Linked DNA regions of Mus musculus: region 2 is linked to region 1. A link is a contact called in public promoter capture Hi-C data. All regions are on one chromosome and are shown on one strand. The core of a region is the stretch at or near the end of the contact, and the rest is flanking DNA. Distances in the headings are between cores, read along the strand shown. Region 1 holds the start of Vcpkmt (valosin containing protein lysine (K) methyltransferase). Region 2 overlaps L2hgdh (L-2-hydroxyglutarate dehydrogenase).

What was found. Promoter capture Hi-C pulls out the DNA fragments that hold promoters and counts their contacts.
Region 2: a promoter capture Hi-C map of embryonic stem cells shows a contact between it and region 1, with 2.1 times the contacts expected there. The contact joins the enhancer-like site here to the promoter of Vcpkmt in region 1. A contact is called at or near these places in 19 of 39 promoter capture datasets (the 3T3-L1 cell line, 3T3-L1-derived adipocytes, the C10 cell line and 11 more), 1 of 15 datasets of contacts at CTCF or cohesin (pro-B cells), 43 of 484 Hi-C or Micro-C datasets (the 3T3-L1 cell line, the AML12 cell line, B cells and 28 more), 11 of 115 datasets of contacts at active chromatin or transcription factors (the 230-238 cell line, bone marrow-derived dendritic cells, embryonic forebrain and 4 more) and 4 of 9 other capture datasets (adipose tissue, embryonic stem cells, liver and 1 more).

What each region holds. Positions count from the first base shown.
Region 1 is chr12:69,578,793-69,586,015 of GRCm38.p6, reverse strand. Vcpkmt (valosin containing protein lysine (K) methyltransferase) reads left to right here and starts at 2,999. Exons shown (of 6, transcript NM_001033236.3): 1 at 2,999-3,295; 2 at 3,386-3,496; 3 at 3,671-3,740; 4 at 4,779-4,898; 5 at 6,006-6,110. The coding sequence starts at 3,030. Sos2 (SOS Ras/Rho guanine nucleotide exchange factor 2) reads left to right here. Exons shown (of 23, transcript NM_001135559.1): 23 at 384-2,255. The coding sequence ends at 893.
Region 2 is chr12:69,697,548-69,703,830 of GRCm38.p6, reverse strand. L2hgdh (L-2-hydroxyglutarate dehydrogenase) reads left to right here. Exons shown (of 10, transcript NM_145443.2): 7 at 1,461-1,628; 8 at 2,390-2,547; 9 at 4,214-4,345. Among named protein-coding and RNA genes, the nearest start is that of Sos2, 19 kb to the right of the region's middle. Within about 2 kb of position 2,305, at least 7 of the 459 cell types and tissues checked have an H3K27ac peak or open chromatin away from gene starts, as enhancers often do. A contact at or near this core is called in embryonic stem cells, where this site is marked.

The DNA.
Region 1 (7,223 bases), core at 1,750-4,249:
CATGGGAAAAACAGAAGTAGATGCTCAGTGAATAGAATTAGGTATTAAATGCTGTTGATAACATGTCCTTTCATATCTATGAAGTGTGTTGTTTTCACTGACCTGTTGCATTAAGTTTTATACATTTCTGGAATGTTGGAAGCAAAGCAAGACAATATGGAGCTCTATGTATTAAGGTTTCAGGGATAACATCTTAAATATCCAAATCTTAAACTGAGCCTAGAATTTGATTGGAAGCAATTTAGTTAGAAACCTGATAAATAAACCCCATTAATTTAATTTGAGCCTCCAGATTTAACTTTTCACAGAAGAGTTTTCAGTCTTTTTAAATTGTCCTGTACATTTCCCAAGAGACTATACATATCCCTTTGTGTTCTGTTTAGGGAGCTGTGAAATCTGATGATGACCCTCCTGCTATTCCACCAAGACAGCCCCCTCCTCCGAAGGTAAAGCCAAGAGTTCCTGTCCTCATGGGTACATTTGATGGGCCTGTGCCCAGTCCACCTCCACCTCCTCCAAGAGACCCTCTTCCTGATACCCCTCCACCAGTTCCTCTTCGGCCTCCGGAACACTTTATAAACTGTCCATTTAATCTTCAGCCGCCTCCACTGGGCCATCCTCACAGAGACCCAGACTGGCTCAGAGACGTCAGCACGTGTCCTAACTCACCAAGCACTCCTCCCACTACGCCCTCTCCACGGATTCCACGCAGCTGTCACTTGCTCAGCTCCAGTCACAGCAGCCTTGCTCATCTTCCAGCTCCTCCTGTCCCACCAAGGCAGAATTCAAGCCCTCTCTTACCAAAGCTGCCACCAAAGACTTACAAACGGGAGCTTTCCCACCCGCCACTGTATAGACTGCCTCTGCTGGAAAATGCAGAAACTCCTCAATGACCTTGGCCATATGTAGTCATTGACACTGGAATAGTATTTGTAAAGGTTTTTAATTTATTCAAAAAGACATAGTATTTTAGTACTTTTTACAGAAATGCTACTGATTAAATAAGCTCTTAAGAATTAGTAAACTTGTTGGATGGCAGTGGCCCACAGCTGTAATCCCAGCACCCTGGTTGCAGGGGCAGGTGGGCTTCAGGGTTTGAGAGCAGCCTGGTCTACAGAGCAAGTCCCAGGACAGCCAGGGCTACACAAAAAAACCTTGTCTCAAAAGTCAAAATACAAACAAAAGAGAGAAAAGGAAGGAAGGAAAGAATTTGAAATATTAAAATGCAAAAGCCCTTCACCATAGCCCCCAGGTGATCAGCAGCATTGCTTCCTCGGCTCCCCAGTGCTGCCCTAGGCCAGTATAAAGACTCTGTATTGCACTGTAGACTCTGCTAGCAGACGGCACTGAGAGGAGCCAGCGCTCGAGGGCGTTCTCACGCCTGACTGATAGATACCTTTTTAGGGTGATGAACTTACACAGATGCAGAAGATATGGGGTGGTGGTCCTGGGTTTTAACCCTCTGACCGTCTTCTAGCTTCTAATTTTGTTTGGTTTTTACATCTAGGAGACTTAGGAATAATACCCACTGTTCTTAAACTCTTTGAGACCATGTCTTAAATGTCAGTATTTGCTGCTGAAGACAAAAACGGAAAATAGAATGAAATAATAGAATGCACTGTGTTTATTATTTTGTTAAAATTATAAACAGTTCTACATAACCTGATTATAGAAGAAGGGCATGTGTTCATTAAGATGTGCCTTTTGTTTTGCAGTGTATGGTGTTTAGCTAATCATTGTTTAGCTAATGATTTGCCTATTATTTGGGAAGACAAAATTAATATGCCATATATGTACAGTTTATTTATATTGTATATATTTAAAGATAATGCTAATAACCTCTATAAATGTAAGTGACTTGAGGCCTATAATACAATCTGCTATTTGACTAATTTGTAAGTCTGGAACAAAAGTGTCTTATGGCATAAGAACCAACTGCCATTGTCAAACCTATTAACTGTCTTTAATCTCGTGTTAACTGAAATTTTTGAAAAGTTTTTCCAGATTAGTAATATTTAAACAGAAAATACTTTAAAAAGCTTTATTAAATTTTTTAATCAGGATAAAGCTTTGCCATTTGGATACTATCATTCAAAGTGATCAAGGTATGTATGTTATGCTGATAGTGCAGTAGCAGCCATTGTAAAGTAGCCAAAAGCCACGTTGTTTATCTACTGGTCTGTGGCCTTTTACTGTGCTTTGTATCAGAGTTCTTAACAAGATTAATAAATCACCTCAGTCTTAATTTGTAAAAGATTTGCAATATTGTTTTTCATCACAAAGAGCAAGGAGAAGCTGGGAATAGTGGTGAGCACCTGTAATCGCAGAACTTGGGAGGTTAGACGGAAGCATCTGGACTTAAAGGCGACTCGACTACGTGAAGAGTATGAAGAGTTTGAACCTACTTGGGATACAGGAGGCCATCCTGAAAACAAAAAAACAAAAAACAACAAAGCTGAAAAAAATCTAGAAGAACGAATAGCTATCATCTGTTTATTACGTGTGTGTGTGTGTGTGTGTGTGTGTGTGTGTGTGTGTGTGTTCATACTAGAGATCCAATGTGACAGGCCAACCTGCAGGTCTCTCCTTCTACTATGTGAGTCCTTGGTCTTGCTGGCCATCTTTTGGCCCCGTGGGATGTAAAAGGACTAACTTTTCTTTACCATTAAAAGCAAGTAGCACGTTCCCAGCCACCACGTTTATGCATTCATATGAAAAGGAAGCACAGTAGGAAAACTTCTTGAATATAACCATTTTTAGATAGGACCTGGGTAGCTGCCTAGATCTATCGCCAGCGGCTCTGTGTGAGCCGTTCTCCAGCTATGTATAAGCACTGTCGGTCGCTTTGCTTCTTAAAGTGCCTATCATTGTAGCAGCAGCTGGGCCACTCCTGGGTAGGTTCTGCTGCTTCCTGCGGACTTTGAGAGTCACGCATGCGCCTTGGGCAGCCGCCCTGCCGCTGGGAGGTACGGGTGCTGCGTGGGCGTGACGTTACCGCGTGCCGCAGCCTGCGGCGGGCCGGGGCAGGGATGGCGGCCGCCGTGGAGCCGGAGGTGGAGGACCCGCTGTGGAGCTTTGTGCGGGTTCTGGAGAAGCGGGATGGGACAGTGCTTCGGCTGCAGCAGTACGGCTCCGGGGGCGTGGGTTGCGTTGTGTGGGACGCCGCCATCGTCCTTTCCAAATACCTGGAGACGCCGGGGTTTTCTGGCGACGGGGCCCACGCGCTGAGTCGGCGCTCGGTGCTGGAGCTGGGCTCCGGCACGGGGGCCGTGGGGCTCATGGCTGCGACCCTCGGGTAAGAGCTGGCGGGAAGGCGCTGGTCGCCCAGCATCAGGTCACCGGCGTGCAGCCTTGCGCCTGTACCTCAACGAGGTTGTTTTTTTAGGGCAGATGTTATAGTCACTGATCTTGAAGAGCTGCAGGACTTGCTGAAAATGAATATTGATATGAACAAGCATCTTGTGACTGGTTCTGTTCAAGCCAAGGTACTGAAATGGTTTGTATGGCCTTTCAGCTTGTTTTTAAGATAATCGATCGCTTACATGGGCTTTAAATTGCATTTTACACAACGCTTGCTTAATATGAGGGGAGCCTTCTGCTTCTCGTTTCTAAAATGAACACTTTAAATCGTCAGAGCATCAGTTAAAGACATACGTTTGACATTTTTAAGGGGTGAAGACATAGAAGACTTGATGTCACCAGACTACATATTGATGGCAGACTGTATATACTATGAGGAGGTGAGTAGTGGTCGAACTGGTGTGTCCGAAAGCCCACAGCTCTCCGTGGTTTAACACCTCCAGGTGTGGGATATTTGTTCTATAGATGATGAGGCAGTAAAGAGAAGTTAAACTATCAAAGGCAACACATTCGCACAATTCAGGATAGGCATACAGGCCTGCCTGTGCGAGGTGGTTGAGAAAACTTGCGTGCATTCTACTGGAGACTTTTTGGAAAAATTTAAAAGGATTTTCCGATTTGCATATATTCTAGAAAACTAAGATACCTTCTGTTTGTTTGTCTGTTTGTTCATTTGTTTTTCTTTTCCCATTGACTGCTAACTGTGACTTTGGAAATTAATTAAAATGCAGGTTGGCTCACTCCTAGAATCCTAGCACTCACAATTGCCATGAATGCTAGGCCAGCACAGAGTGAGACGCTCCAAAATTAGTTATTCTCAGTGACAACATTTTATTAGACTTGTGGAATGATTTTCTTCCCATATCAGTTTATGCAGTATTGGACAGTATTTAGTTTTAAGTTGATGCCTTGAGCCAACTGATGATCAAAAGGGTCAGCAGTTAAGAGCACACACAGTTCTTCCAGAGGATCCAAGTTCAGTTCCCAGTACCCACATCAGGCAGTTCACAGCCACCTGTAACTCCAGCTCCAGGAAGATCAATTCTTCTGGCCCTGCAGGCACTAGCACATACTTAGACACAGGCAAATACGTGCATATAATTAAAATAACAAAAATTAAATTTAAACCATTAGGGTCAGGCTTGCTTTGGTAGAATAAATAGTTGATTGTTTAAATACCACATTAACTTAGATGAAGTGAAATTAGACTTGTAAGACTTAAGTCTAGCAAGATGTGATGGTACAACTTAACTAGAAACCAGTATAATTATTGGTAGTCAGGGGTTGTTTACCAGTCTTGTTTGATAACCTTGCTTTGTTTTGTTGGTTTAGAATGGTTTGACTCACCTCCTGACCCTTTCCTATCACAGGAAACTCTTGACGTAATAAACTGAAAATGGTATTTTTTTTTTAAATAGTCCTTGGAACCACTGCTGAAAACATTAAAAGATCTCAGTGGATCTGAAACTTGTATTATATGTTGTTACGAACAACGTACAATGGGGAAAAATCCAGAAATTGAGAAGAAGTATTTTGAGGTGAGTATCGTAATAGGTCTGTCTTGGTAGCAGTTACCCTCTGGGGGAGCTGGATGCGGTCGCTGCGGTATTTTAGGCAATGTGATGTGGGGGAAACATTCTCTTGATTAGAACCCAGGGAGACGTTTCCACAGCCCTCCTCCCACTGTCTCTGACCTTGCTAGGCCAGGTTTGCTGGCTGTTCTCACAGTCCTTACTGTTGCACTGCGAGGTGCCAGGGGCCAGTGATGACAAGCTTGTCTTCTGAGACAGTTTTCAAGGCTGCTAAACACGAGACCCTTTGGGAGTTTCTCAGCAGGGTATTTAAAGCTTGCATGATAGAATGGAGGTGGTGGACCTTACTTGTGTATTTTCCTATATATTTTTATTTTACATAAGTAGCGATTTCCTGAGCGTTGTTGTTGTTTGTGTTTGTTTGTTTTAAAGATTTTTAAAAATTTTATGTATATGAGTACACCAGTGCTCTCTTCAGACACACCATTACGGATGGTTGTGAGCCACCACGTGGTTGCTGGGAATTGAACTCAGAACCTCTGGAAGAGCAGTCGGTGCTCGTAACCGCTGAGCCATCTCTCCAGCCCCCTTGTTGTTTGTTTTTAAAGTTGGAAATGAATGCCTGTCTTGTCTGTCTTTTATACGATGTTAATTCTCCCCTCAAGTGGCACCCATACCCTTTTATGGGCACAGATGCAACCTATGAAAAACTGGCTCCTTTTGAAGCTGCATCTGTAGTCCTGAAATTCTGTCTGCTGGAAGGACTACTTTTGTCTAATGACAAAAACAACTATGTGACTCCTTCAGATAATATGTGCTATATGTTATAATATATAAATAGGCTTAATTATTAAGTAAATATAATATATTCCATGTTTTTCATTAATATGGGAAAATGTTACTCAACTTTTGAAATTATAATTTTAAAAATCCAAGTAATTCATATTTACTTAAAACATGTACAGTGCACATATATCAGGTTCTCAGCTCATGTGGTTTCATCTAAATAACTGTGCCAATGTAAAGATACAGAGCACTCCAGACTTGAGAAGGCTTCCGAGTTGCCCTTGCCAGTCAGTCTGAATTTATCACAAATGTCCTTTAAATTTATAGCTCCTGCAGCTAGACTTTGACTTTGAAGAAATCCCTTTGGACAAACATGATGAAGAATACCGAAGTGAAGACATTCATATTGTGTACATCAGAAAGAAAAAGCCAGTATGTGCTTTCACAGTTCTTCATATCTGATTGTGTCAGCTGGCTCTTGTCTGTGTGCTGAGCTGTGGTCAGGTTCGTCATCTCCACCTAGTGTGAAGAGCTGTGCTGACTGACACGCAGCGTTTCCATCGTTCATGTGTTGCCTTGGGTTCTTGGTCACAGTCTCAGAACTCAGGAAGTGGAGGGCTATGCAGTTGGAGGCCAGGCTGGCCACAGTGGGACACTATATCAAAATTTATGTAAGGCTGGCTTTGTTTCTGCCATGCTGGAAAATGGACCTTTGGCCTTATACCTGATAGGCAAGCTGTCTGCCATGGAGATAAGTCCCCAGCCTGGTAGGCCCCTTAAAGAAAGTCCTTTTCAGTTATAAGTCAAATGGCTGAGTAACTGAGACTGTCCCTGAGAAGTTACTGTAAGGCTTCTTAGGTGTATGTGTGTGTGTGTGTGTGTGTGTGTGTGTGTGTAATCTCAATGTTCCCAATGCTTCTCACAGTGCCTCTTGAACAGCACTTCAAAAGATTTTTGTAGCTTCCTCTTTCTAACTTTTTAAAAGACTAGTTGCAACTTTTAAACTTTGGTCATTCTCATTTTCCCTTTAAAAGGAAAATGGGCGGTCTGACCTGGAGAAGAAAAGCACCCCAATTAAATAGACCTTGATGTGTGCTCCCGTCTGGTTGTCTTCCCACCGTAACGGTTTTTTAGTGGCTCACCTTTATTGCACCTACGGTTCAAGCCTGTAGAAGGGGGAATCTTGTATGCTCGATTGTGGATGTGAGGACCGTAAGGCAGAGACATTAGTTTCACTAATGACACTAAAATCTAGTGTGTTCCACTACTTTCTGATGATTTTGGTCTGATTGAATTCAATGAACAGTGAACACCCGGCTCACTCTGCTTTCTAGTGGTAAGGATTCTATAGCCAGCAACACAGTTTTAGAGACCAGGAATGGGAGTTAAAACTCAGTCTAAGGAAGAAAGGCTAAGAGGGTTATTTAGACTGGTGTGGAATGTGCTGAAAAGGCAAAGACAATACATTTGTACCTTAGGAGATGCAGTGTTTGCTGAAGCTGCTGTACAGTTTCCAAGGGATTTTTTTTGAGGCATAAATATCTT
Region 2 (6,283 bases), core at 1,056-3,555, 120 kb before region 1:
TCCTCCTGCCTCTGCCTCTCAAATGCTGGATTAAAGGCATGCAGTTCTATGCCCTGTCCTAAGAGGTTCAACTTGCACTTCTCTGATGATTCTGGGGTCAAGCTCCTTTCTCATTACCCGTTGGTAATGTATGCATGTGTTTGAAAGGAGTGACTATTCAGGTCCTTTCCCCAGTTTTGTTTGTCTTGTTCTAGGTTTTCTCTGTGTTGCCCTGGCTGTCCTGGAACTAGCTCTGTAGACCAGGCTGGCCTTGAACTCATAACGATCCACCTGCCCCTGCTTCTCAAGTGCTGGGATTAAAGGTGCACGCATGCCTCTACTGCCCAGTTGAAATCGGATCCCTTACTTTCTGGCCGTTGAGTTCTTGAGTTCCTTTTATGTATTCGGGATTGACCCTTGTCGGGTGGATGGCTTGCTCTAGCTTTGCCTTTGCTGTGCAGGAACCTTGAGTCTGGTGTAGTCCACTTGTTCGTTTTTGCTTCTTTTACTCGTGTCTGTGGTGACCCTTCTACAAAAACCGTCACCAGTGCCAGTACCAGGGAGCACCTTCCATATTCTGTAGTCACAGGTTTTACATTTAAATCTTGACTCCATTTCAAAAAATTTCTTTGATTGTCTGAGATAAGATCTTGCTTGCTAAGTGGCCCTAACTGGTCTGGGGTTTGGGGTGTGTTGTAATTCAAGCTGGCCTTGAACTCCCTTCTGTTTCAGCCACTCAAGTTCTGGTATTGTAGGGATTTACCACTATGTGTAGCTTCAAATTCATTTTTGTACGTTTTATAAAAGAGGGTCCAGTTTTGCTGATAGTTACATTGAATTTGCTCTTTCAGAAAAAAAAAATATGTATTTATCCTTATTTTTTAGCATCTGTTTTCTCCCCTTTGACCTATTTATTCCTTTATACAAGCATATGTGCGTGTGCATGTGTGTGTGGGTAGCCTAGGTTAGCCAGGGCTATACAGTAAGAATGCCTGCCACCCCCAGTCCCTGGAAAAGTATCTCAGCATATATGGACTATATAATGGGATTCAGTGTGTTGTTTCCATACGTGCATATAGTTTGTTGATTAAACCCAAACTTCCTTTACCCATCTTCTATATTGCAACCTCTGTTAATTCCTCATTCAGTTGTAGTGTTTTGGGTTTTTCTTTTTTTTTTTTTTTTTTTTGGTGGTGCACACACACACTTTATTTATTTATTTATTACATGTAAGTACACTGTAGCTGTCTTCAGACGCACCAGAAGAGGGCATCAGATCTCATTATGGGTGGTTGTGAGCCACCATGTGGTTGCTGGGATTTGAACTTCAGACCTTCGGAAGAGCAGTCAGGTACTCTTACCCACTTAGCCATCTCACCAGCCCCCGTGTTTTGGGTTTTAAGGTTTCACCCACAGACAAGGGCTGCCACATTTTCTTTCTCATGTTTAGAAACTAACCATGCGTCTTTATTTTGTTCCAGGGAAAGGAGATTCGGTGTCGATATGTTGTCACATGTGCTGGTCTTTACTCTGACCGTATTTCAGAGTTGAGTGGCTGCAATCCTGACCCTCAAATTGTCCCATTCCGGGGAGATTACCTGGTCTTAAAGCCAGAAAAGGGCTACCTTGTAAAAGGAAATATTTATCCGGTAAGTAATGATCCTTCTGTCTTCTCACTATCAAGTTAGTCGGAGCCACAAAGGAAATGAAAATAAAAAATGTTTACCTGCTTTAGAAAGGGTTTCAGGGCTGTGTGCGTCATAATATCATCTGCCTGCTGTGGGTCTGTTCCCAAAGCCGCCTTCTGCTCTGTGGGTCACATGTCTCTGAAAGCACGAGTACACCCTGGAGTACAAGAACCAGCTCCTCCCTCCCCTGTGGGAGAGCAGCAGGAATACTGATGCCTTCAGTGCACTGGGAACAGGGGGCTATGGCTGCTCCAGTTCCAGGAGGTAAAAGTTGGGGGTGTGTATATGGAGCGCGCGCTCTCCTGCCTGCGGTTACCCTGCTGATGAGCCAGTCCCTGGGAGAATGGGAGGCTCCACTGGTGACTGACTTGTCTGCTGCTGCTCACTTCCCCGAGGCCTAGGCTGGAGATGTGTACATTTCTTCCCGGCAGCCATGAATTGCCTGCCAGTCACAGACCTCTCTTATAGGAGAAAGAGCCAAGATTATGACAGTTCATCTTTTCTCCCTTTCCCAGAAAGATGGATAAGTGGAACAATATATATTAATGTCACTAGCATTTAAAAACAGGATGTGTGTTAATAGAGAATCCTCCCTGAATACAGCTCGTGACGCGTTCAAATGTGTGGGAGGAGCTCTCTTACGTCACCAGTTAGATGCTTGTGTGCGCAGTACACGGGAACGTGAACTGTGCTAACCGTTCATCGTTGTGTTGAGTCTGCAGGTCCCAGACAGCCGGTTTCCTTTCCTTGGAGTTCACTTTACGCCCAGGTTGGATGGCACTATTTGGCTAGGGCCTAATGCAGTGCTTGCCTTTAAACGGGAAGGTTACAGACCCTTTGACTTCGATGCCAGAGATGTTATGGAAGTAATTCTCAAAAGGTAATAATGTCTGTCACCTTTAAGAAGATTTTATGTACTTGGTTTTTTTTTTAACTCCAGAAGTTTTTGATATTCTGATAGACTAAACCTTCATTTATGTGACTGTTATTGTTTATTATTCCCAATTAAGATCTTTCTGTAATAAGCATAAACTTGATTATTTGGTTTTGATGCTAAGGATTGAAGGCAGAACCTTGTACATACCAGCAAGAGGGTTTTTCCAAGTGTAATGCTTTACTGCCTCACAAAAGATTTTGATGAACCAGGGTAATAACGTCTTAGCTAAAAGGAAAGTAAGGCCAAAGTCATTCATAAATAAAAGTAGTTTCTTGTCCTAGGCAGTGGAGGCACACACCTTTAATCCCAGCACTTGGGAGGCAGAGGCAGACAGATTTCTGAGTTCAAGGCCAGCCTGGTCTACAAAGTGAGTTCCAGGACAGTCAGGGTTACACAGAGAAACCCTGTATCAAAAAACAAAAATAAAATAAAATAAAATCTGGTAGTTCATATCTTAAATGTTACTAAAAGACCAGAAACAACTTTGAAAAGACCATTTCAAGCTAGTCACCATTGTTTTGTAAGCTGTTAGATAAAATTTACTAATGAAATGGCACATACACTTGTGTGTGTGTGTGTGTGTGTGTGTGTGTGTGTGTGTGTATCTAAGGTTGATACCATATAGACTTATGACACTGTTCTAAGAAATAGCCTTATATTTGGGTTTTCCTGTGTGCATGCACATGTGTGTGGGTGTGCCACATGCATGTGTATGTGTAGGCCATAGTTTGATGTCAAGTGTGTTGTGCTTTATAAATGGCGGTATAATGCAGTGGGAGGGAGCATCTCAGTGGGCCTGGCCAGGGTGCTGCCCTGAGGAGTCACTGCCATACCATAGTTCAGTACAAAGGGAAGGTTATTGGAGGAAGGGAAAGGGCCTGGTTAAAAGGGGGTGGGGGGAGACAGAGACAGGAAGAGTGGGGTTTGGCTTGTACCTGGCAGGTTGGGCAAGGCCTAGGGGAGTTGCCAACCAGGTGAGGCCTAGGGGAGTTGCCAACCAGGTGTCTTCCTCAGTCATTATCCTCCTTATTTTGTTTTGGAGACACACTCAACTAGGAGCTCATTGATTCATCTAGACCAGCTGGCCAGCAAGCCCCAGGGGGCTATTTCTCCTTCACCTTCTTGAGTATGCTTGGCAAACACATAGTTACCAAATGCGCTTTCTCCCAGCCCGCTGGTCTGTTTAGCAGTCTTTCTCTTCAGAAGAGTTTATATACAACCAGTGGAAAGCATTTTAAATTATGTATGGGCTTTACCCTCTGCAGGCTCTTAACAGAGGATTAGGTTGACCTTCTTAGCATGTGTACAGAATCTCACTTAAGAACTACTACTAGAATATTGTGCCTCTGCCAGACTAAACTAGGGTAAGTGTCGCACTGTTTTAAAGACGCCTCTTTAGTGTATTGAAAGCATTAGAAAGCCTGAACACTAGCAAGACTACCATTCTGAAGTCGAGTTCCTTATAAATTTTGAATATGAGTGAATTCCTCTCCTTATATTAGCCAAAAGTTTCTTTACTATGTAACTTTTTCTAAAACGTATAGATATTTTATAGTAATAAAAGATTCCTCTATCTCAAGGGTGTTTTTTTTCTTTCCTTCATTCTTAGCGGCTTCATTAACCTGGTGTTCCAGCATTTCTCTTATGGAGTTAATGAAATGTATAAAGCCTGTTTTCTCAGTGAAACAGTGAAGCATCTTCAAAAGTTCATTCCTGAAATCACCATCAGCGATGTCCTTCGGTAAGGCAATGTGAGAGGGAGGCCTGGCTGGTGATAGCCCTCGCTCAGATGGCACAGCCTCAGAATCTTTGCTCTCTTTTTCCCAAGAGGCTAGCATCCCTCTTGCACTACTGTATCATAGCCTTTAGTTCTTCAGACTCATCTGTCCATTTTGTTGGTTTTGTTTTTGAGACAGGGTTTCTCTGTGTGCCACTTTGACTGAGTCTTTTTTATATTATTATTATATGTAAGTACACTATAGCTGTCATCAGACACTCCAGAAGAGGGCATCAGATCTCCTTACGGATGGTTGTGAGCCACCATGTGGTTGCTGGGATTTGAGTTGCTGGGATTTGAACTCAGGCCCTTCGGAAGAGCAGTCAGTGCTCTTGACCACTGAGCCATCTCACCAGCCCTTGACTGAGTCTTAAAAACCCTTTAGACACATACTTGCCTTTCGTCTTCTCAACTTAAAAATTTTTAATTTTATTTTTAATTGTGTATGTCTGTGGAGAGGTGTGGTCTCATGTGCACATGAACCCGGAGGCATTGGAGCCCATGGAACTGGAACTACAGGAGTTGTAAGCTGCCCATAGTGGGTGCTGGGAATCAAACTCACTCACGCAGATTCGGGCGGGGCACGCTCTGCATCACTGGGATCCGCCCACTACTTGTGCTTCTGTCCACTTGGACTCTGCTTGTAGGATAGAAGTAGGATGTAGCCCGGCTATAGTTGTTCTAAATCCTTGCTCAGGGGTGTCAGGAAAGCTTTGTTGGTGTTTTCTTCTTGGAATTAGAGACTTTCTGGACTTGCTGTGTAGATTCTTCTGAACTCATCAAGCCTATGTGTTTGTCCTCCCTGGGGATATTTTTAGTGTCCGTGCCAGTTGTCAGACCTAATCCACGGTGTATTCGAGGTGCTCATACTGTAGCATCCCCCTCCACAGTGCTGTAGAGCAGCTGTTGAAACTAGCCTGGTGTAATATGTCCGTGAGCTCCACTCTGTATTAGCAGAGCGACAGTCATGTCAGCTGTTTCCCTTAAGGGGCTGGCAGGGGGAGATCTTCTCTAAATCTGTCTCTGTGTCATTCTGAGGCCATTCTGATGGACTCCTTGGAGGGACTGTTAAGTACCCAGTTCACGTTTCCTTTCTCATCTCTCCCACTCTCCTTCTGAAATGGAAGGGGTAAAAATATTGAGGCATTGTTTTCTTGTGCTTACTTATAAACAAAGTCTTTTATTTTCTCTGGTTTACAGTTGTAGACTTAGAATGTCTTAAATCTGAAAACAGGCTGGTTAAATCAGGTGGCTGGGCATGTGGGATTTTGTATCAAAACTGTGGCAGGGAGTTCACTACCTATATTCATTACCACAGTTTGATAGAAGTCTGAGGCAAACCTGTTTGCAGGTGCATGTGGAGACAGTCAACTCAATCACAGAGGAGTTCCCCTTTAGAGACACAGATGCTGATATGGCTAGTTTAGTGACCCTATTTGTTCCTTCTCTTGATTTCTTCTGGTTCCTCCAGCTGGTAAATTCAGGAATTACTAAAAACAAGGAATATATATTTGATATCATTTGTATGAGTTGAAAAACAAGCCAAATATCACACATTATTTGTAGATCACTGTGAAAATAAAAAGCAGTCATAAAACTAATAAATACCTGACTCAGAAAAGTGGCTGCCTCTGGGAACGGAAGATCAGAATCTGCAAATACCACATAGATTTCTTTCTGCTTTTTAATTGATTTTTTATTTATTTTATTTTTATTATCTCCGGTTTTCATTAGAGTATATCTTGTTAATTAATATCTTATTAAATGCCTGAAATATTTAATGATGAGATCAATAGAGCTTTTCACAGCTTGAAGCCTCAGTCCTGCCTGTCTTATTTGTCATGCAACCCAGTATTGTGTCATAAGCATAAATGTTAGATAGTGCAGTCTAACAGGCCATAC